2 separate regions of the Manis javanica genome follow, and region 1 is linked to region 2. A link is a contact called in public Hi-C data. All regions are on one chromosome and are shown on one strand. Each heading gives the region's core, a stretch centred on a gene start, on an enhancer-like site or on the middle of the called end of the contact. The rest is flanking DNA. Distances are from core to core; before and after follow the strand shown.

Region 1 (3,440 bases), core at 857-3,356, 230 kb after region 2:
ATCACTAAGTTAGAACTCATATGGGAGGGGAAAAGGCCTTAAATATAAAAGACAAACGGCAGTTTGATTAAGCAATAATTTTCAGTTTACTAGATGAAACAGACTCGCAACATAGTCTGCATGAATGCAAAATAAGCCATCTACAGCAAGTGATAAAGTGGGCAAAAAGAAAAAAAGCATACACTGGGAAAAAAAAGATTCTTTCAAAATAAAAAAAAAATCAAACCATTATTATAAAGGACTTTACCAGACTTATTTTACCCCCATCCCATTTGCTGTAAGTCGGCAAGAGCATCTAGCACTTTGTGTTCACGTGAAATGTCGTTTATCAGGGCGTCCTAAAGCAAAGCAAAAAAGGAAAAAAGAAAAAAGAAAATAAAAAGAAAACCCCTAACCCCCGCCCAAACCGTAAGAACAGTAACTCCAGAGTTCAAATTCAAAAGAGGAGAATGTGGCAATTGAAAGAGGTGATGGTGGTGATAATCCTATGAATGGGTTTTTGATTTCTCTCCTTCCGGGGGATGGGTGAAGAATGCTCATTAGGATTTGTAGTTAGAGGTTAACCATGTGAGGCCCTCGTAGAGTCCGTCCCCTGAGGTGGCACAGGAGGGCTGCACATACCAGTTCCTGTCCCGAATCCGGGTCAGGCCCAGTTTCTCCTGGATCTCGTGGGGTTTCATGGCATCAGGCAGGTCCTGTTTATTGGCGAAGATGAGGATTATGGCGTCCCTCATCTCCCGATCATTGATTATACGGTGCAGCTCCTGGCGGGCCTCGTCGATGCGGTCGCGGTCGGCGCAGTCCACTACGAAGATCAGACCCTGGGTCCCGGTGTAGTAATGCCGCCAGAGAGGCCGGATCTTGTCCTGACCGCCTACATCCCATACGTTGAACTTGACGTTTTTATAAGTCACCGTCTCCACGTTAAAACCCACGGTGGGGATGGTGGTCACCGACTGGCCCAGCTTCAACTTGTACAGGATTGTTGTCTTGCCGGCCGCGTCCAGGCCCAACATGAGGATCCGCATTTCCTTGTTCCCGAAGATCTTAGAGAGCACCTTCCCCATCGCGTCGGAGGAGCCGGGGCCGGGGGCATCCAGGTGTCCCGGGTCCCCTCAGCCAACAACACCGCTGCCGCCGCCAAACAGAAACGAAGCCTCCCGGCCGCGAGGGCACCCGTGCGGCCTGCGTGGGAGCTGCCTCCTCGGGGCAGGGGCCCGGACCCGCCGTTCACTCAGGCATCACCGACCGCACAACTTGGCTTCCCCACTCGCGGCCCCGCCGGGGCCCTGCGTCTGCGCCAGGAGAGCCGCCGCCCTGCTGAGGCGCGGCCGGCCCGGAACTGCCCTTCCCCCCGCAGGCGCCGCGCGAGCGCCTCCGCGGTGCCCGCTCCTCCGCCTTCTCTTCTCTCCTCCGCGGGACACTGCGGCCCTCTGGCTCGCTCGCCGGTCGAACAGCCGGGCTCACCACCGACCCAGGCCACCCGAGTCAGTTCGGCTCCGGCGCCTCGTTAGGTCATTGATCCTCGCGGGAACTCGGTGCTCTGCCTGCAGAGAAACATTAAGAAAAAGGGGAGTTACTGACCGAAAGCTAGAGGGAGACGGAAGCTGAGGTGGCCCACCTTTCCAGTTCGGCCCACAAGGTTACCTCCAGCCGCCGCCCCGAGCGAGGGCTACCTCCGGCCTCCACCACCGCCTCCCAGTTCTGCCGCCGCCGCCGCCGGAAAAGGCGCCGAAGAGACCGCTTCACTTCCCCTCCCCACCACGCAGGCGCAGCAGAGGCCGACCGTTCAGACAAGAGCGACCTCTGTAAAGAGAGCGGCCCGCGCGCCAAACGTCATGGGCGCCACGCGGGGAGGGGCGGGGCTACGGCGGCTCGGCGGGCTCACAGGGCCGGTTAGCCCCCAGACCCGCGATACTTGGACTCTGACCCTCGCCCGCCTGCCGCTGCTCTAGTCTCTTCCCTTCTCTCCTTACCTATTACGCGCCCTCTTATGCCTCCACCGCGACTCGAATCAGAAGTAAATACGCTGGGGAGCTCCGCTGGGTGGGGCCAACGGGCAGCTTGCTCGCCAGACGAACGCCTCCTCCCGCTGCTTCCAGGCCTGTGCTCAGACTTCAGTGCCCGCCCGATGCTCCACGAGTTCCCTCCCCGGCGCTCTAGGCTTCGCGCGCCCCCAGTGTTCCAGGGAAGCCCTACCCGCTGTTTTTACCTTTACCCCAACTCCTCCGTGGCTTCCTTTGTCTCTCGTTTTCTGTGCGTTTCTTGGAAGACACGTCGGGCCAGTTGTGTGAAATCTGCCAGTGTGGCGCTTTTACTAGGCTTGGGTTTGCTTGGAAACCTTTCTTTGGAGTATTTGAGCCATCTCGTCAGGACTAGTCCATGTTTCTTTAAAAGTATTATCAAGAGTTCCCGTGCCTTGCCGCGTTTTCAACTTTTTAGAAGGTGATATCTTTTCACGTTTAAATGTCACTTTTAATGTGATTAGCAGAACCTTCTCACCCACCCATCCCATACTTTAAAGAAGCCTAGATGAAACAGTCTTAGCATAGGATTTAGAATCAGAAAGACTACATCTTTGGCCAGGATCTAGGCATTTAACCTTGCTACATTTGTTATCTCGTGTGTAAACAGTGTAATACTGACCTTGCTCTCTGCACCCACTTGAGGTTGAAATAATAGAATGTTTGTGGAAGACTTTAGGAAACCTTGTATCAAATGGTTAGTGACAAGTTTGACTTAAAAGAAGGTGAAAGCCTAAAAAACTTGAAACCCAAGGGGAGCAAAAACAGGAAATTTTTTTTTTAAAGGAAAATGCTATAACAGCGTTTATGGTAACTTTATTTCACAATTTAAGAAAATTTGATGATGACAGGTTGAATAAATGATAACCTTATAAAATTCAGTGTGAAATATACTTACTGAAGTTGTTAATATTCTGACAGTGGTCTGTACTTCCATCTGCCTTATTTTACACTGTCATAAAGCTGAAAAAAGTTTTGGAGTCAGATAAGGGTTCAGAGTGTCTCCCCTCCATTTTAAAGTTGTGCATTCTTAAGTCACAGCCTTTGTAATCTTCATTTTCTTTATCTGTAAAATCGGAGAATGATAGCACTAATGACAATAGTCAACATTTATTGAGTGTTATGATAAACACTGTACTAAATACTTTATATGTCTTACTTTAATCCACACAGCAACCATATGAGGTAACTTTGACTATTAATATTTTATATATGAGGAAACCAAGGGTCAGAGAGGTTGTGATGTTTTGAAAGTCACAGAGCTGAGATTAAATTATGAATCAACAGTTTATCCTCTTAATCCAAAAATTATGTTGTCTTTCTCTGACTACTTCACAGAGTTGTTCGAAGCTCAATTACTGTATTTCTTCAAATGTTTTAAATTATAAAGTGTCATAGTAGTTACTGTTATATTTA
Region 2 (3,230 bases), core at 78-2,577:
TAGCCATATGTAGTCATTGACACTGGAATGGTATTTGTAAAGGTTTTTTTTTTAATTTATTCAAGAAAAGGCATAATATTTTAGTACTTTTTACAAATAATGCTCTTACAAAAATGCTACTGATCAAATAAGCTTTTAAAAATTGGAAAATAAAAATACAAGTCTTTTACTGTTCTCCTCAGGTGATCAGTAGCATTGCTTTGTCTTGGATCTTCAGTGCTGCCAAAAGGCCAGTATAAAGAATTTATATTTGCACTGTAGAATCTGCTAAAATAATGGTTTAAAGCGACATTGATTGCACTGAAAAGGGATAGTGCATTGTGGAATTTTTCAAATTTGAGTAATAGATGCCTTTTTAAGGCAATGAATTTACACAATTGGGGGTGTATGGTGTTAGGGATTTTTAAACCTATTTAAACCTATCTTCTAGTTTTTACTTTTAGTTTTTACATTTAAAATTATGAATAATACCCATTGTTCTTAAACTCTTTAATGCCATGTCTTAAATGTCAGAATTTGCTGCTGAAGACAAAAATGAAAAATAGAATGAAAATAATAGAATGCATTGTTTGTCAAAATGTAAACAAAGACTACCTAACCTAATCATAAGAGGGAAAAAGGGCATGTATCTCATTCAGATGTGCCTTTTTGTTTTTGCAGACTAGGTGTCTTTAGCTAATGAGTTGATTATTATTTTGGAAAAAAAAGTTAATATGCCATGTATGTACAGTTTTGTTTATATTGTATATTTAAAGATAACTGCTAATACCCTATAGAGATTTAAGTGACTTGAGGCCTATAATACAATCTGCTATTTTATTTACTAATTAAAAAATTAAGAGGAAAAGTTTCTTATGGCATAGGAACCAACTACCTTGCCTTCAAAACCTAGTAACTTTATAAATCTTGTGTTAACTAAAATTTTTTTAAAATATTTTTTTAAATTGGTAATATTTAAACCAGCAAATACTTAAAGCTTTATTAAACTTTTTAATCAGAGAAGTAAAACTTTAGCCATTTGGACTCATTCGTTGAAATTGATGGAAAGTGTTTTGCTGATAGTGCTGTAGCAGCAATTGTAAAGAAGCTAAAAGCCACGTTATCTATTGACTGGTCTGTGGCCTTTTACTGTGCTTTGTATCAGAGTTCTTAACAAGATTAATAAATCACCCCAGTCTTAATTTTTAAAAGACTTTTAAAATACGGGTGTTCATTGTAAGGAACAAGGGGGGAGATTGTTATGTAGAAATATATATATGTACACATTATTTTCAGCATTTTGTGCAAATTACACAATCCCAAAGAATTTAATGTAAATTTGAGGGATAACTTTGTCTTCAGTTAAACGCAGTTATCAAGCTTCCAGCAATTGCTTTTATAAATCCAGATGAAAAATTAGGAACATGCCAGGAAAGGATTATAGCCTTCCTTGGGTAGGACCTTGGAAGCTGCCTGGATTTAAGGCTAATTACTGTGACAAGCGATCTCCACAACCAGGTAAGGATGGCTTTATTTTTAAAGAACAGATCATGATATTAGTTCTCTGTGTAAGAGTGACTTAAAACTGTTTGTTAAACCAGACTTTAAATTTAGAGGAGCGTGTATATCCACCGTTTAGCGGAAGCCGGCGGCCCTACTCCTGGCTACGCCCAGGTAACACTGCCTTCCGGCCTTCGGCCTTCGCGCACGCGCCGTGGTGCCAACTCCGCCCCCCGGAGGTGCCGGGCCCCTCGCAAGGCGGGGCCGCAGGGCGGTGCGCTTGGTAGTGACGTCATTGCGTGCGCCGCATTCTGTTGCCGGGCAGCGATGGCGACAGCCCCGGAGTCCTCCGTGGAGGACCCTCTGCAGAACTTTGTGCGAATTTTGGAGAAGCGAGATGGCACAGTATTACGACTGCAACAGTATGGCTCCGGAGGCGTAGGTTGTGTTGTTTGGGACGCTGCTATTGTACTTTCTAAATACCTGGAAACGCCCGGGTTTTCCGGCGATGGGACCCACGTTCTTTGCCGGCGGTCGGTGCTGGAGCTGGGCTCCGGTACCGGGGCAGTGGGGCTCATGGCTGCTACCCTCGGGTAAGAGCTGGCGGGATGGGGCGCCGCTTTGTTCGAGAAACCTGGATCACAGGCTACCCACCCGTGTGCCTACACTTCAGTTGATGTTATTTTATAGGGCAGATGTTGTAGTCACCGATCTTGAGGAATTACAAGACTTGCTGAAGATGAATATTAATATGAACAAGCATCTTGTCACTGGTTCTGTTCAAGCCAAGGTACTGAAATGGTTTGTATGGCCTTTAAGCTTGTTTTAAGATAATGATTTGTATTTTGCTTTAAATTTCGTTTCACTGAAAGCATGTTTAATACGAAGGGGACTTTATTAGTCTTGTTGGTAAAATTTTTAAGTCATTAAAGCAACAGATAAAATATTTGATTGACATTTTTAAGGGGGGAAGAAATAGAGGACTTTACTTCTCCGCCAGACTACATACTGATGGCTGACTGCATATACTATGAAGAGGTAAGTATTCAGCGAGTGAGGTCTCTTTCTTTAGAAGATATACTGTATTTGGTGGGTCCCAAAGCACACGTTTTTTTACATTTTAACATCTCTGAATACGGGATATTTGTCCTACAGTTGATAACACAGTGAAGAGAAAATAAAAGCCACCGAGGACTACCTATATACATATACACTCATGATTAACGTATAGGCCTGTGAAGCCTGTTGAGAAAAAGTGTTATGAGCATTTTACTAGAGATTTCTGTAAAATTTTTAAAGGATTTTGCCATTCAGATCTGTTATGAAAACCAAAAATTACATTTTTTTACTTAAATGTTCCTAGTGAACATATTAACCATGACATTGAGAATTGAGTTGCATTGCAAGAAGTTATTTGTTCTGTGGAAGGATTGACTCAGAATGAGTTTTTTTTAGATATGACTTTATATAGATAGCATTGTGGGCATCATTCACTTTGTAATAATGATCATTGAGCCAGTTTATGTTCAGGTTAGGGTCAGACTTGCTTTTGTAGGTGACTTGCTAATTGTTTAAATCCCAAGTAAATTAGATTAAATAGAATTTTTAAGAGTGAAGTCAGTTCCATTTGTTTTCCTGTGGGGAACTGAAATGCAGTCACTTGAATCCTTTCTCTGGAAACTGAAGTCAAAACAGTGTTTTGTTGAGGAGTTTGCCAGTCATTAGTTAATGAGCTGTAACTACATGTATTT

Evidence for each region. Hi-C and Micro-C count contacts between places; a contact is called where the count stands out from the background.
Region 1: a Hi-C map of blood shows a contact between it and region 2, with 6 times the contacts expected there. The contact joins the promoter of ARF6 here to the promoter of VCPKMT in region 2. A contact is called at or near these places in 2 of 2 Hi-C or Micro-C datasets (blood and fibroblasts).

Annotation. Positions count from the first base shown.
Region 1 is chr8:49,240,911-49,244,350 of MJ_LKY, forward strand. ARF6 (ARF GTPase 6) reads right to left here and starts at 2,107. Exons shown (of 2, transcript XM_037016243.2): 1 at 1,977-2,107; 2 at 1-1,547. The coding sequence starts at 1,067. The coding sequence ends at 540.
Region 2 is chr8:49,014,069-49,017,298 of MJ_LKY, forward strand. It overlaps VCPKMT (valosin containing protein lysine methyltransferase), which reads left to right and starts at 1,328. Exons shown (of 6, transcript XR_012120524.1): 1 at 1,328-2,072; 2 at 2,170-2,269. SOS2 (SOS Ras/Rho guanine nucleotide exchange factor 2) reads left to right here. Exons shown (of 22, transcript XM_073211280.1): 22 at 1-1,190.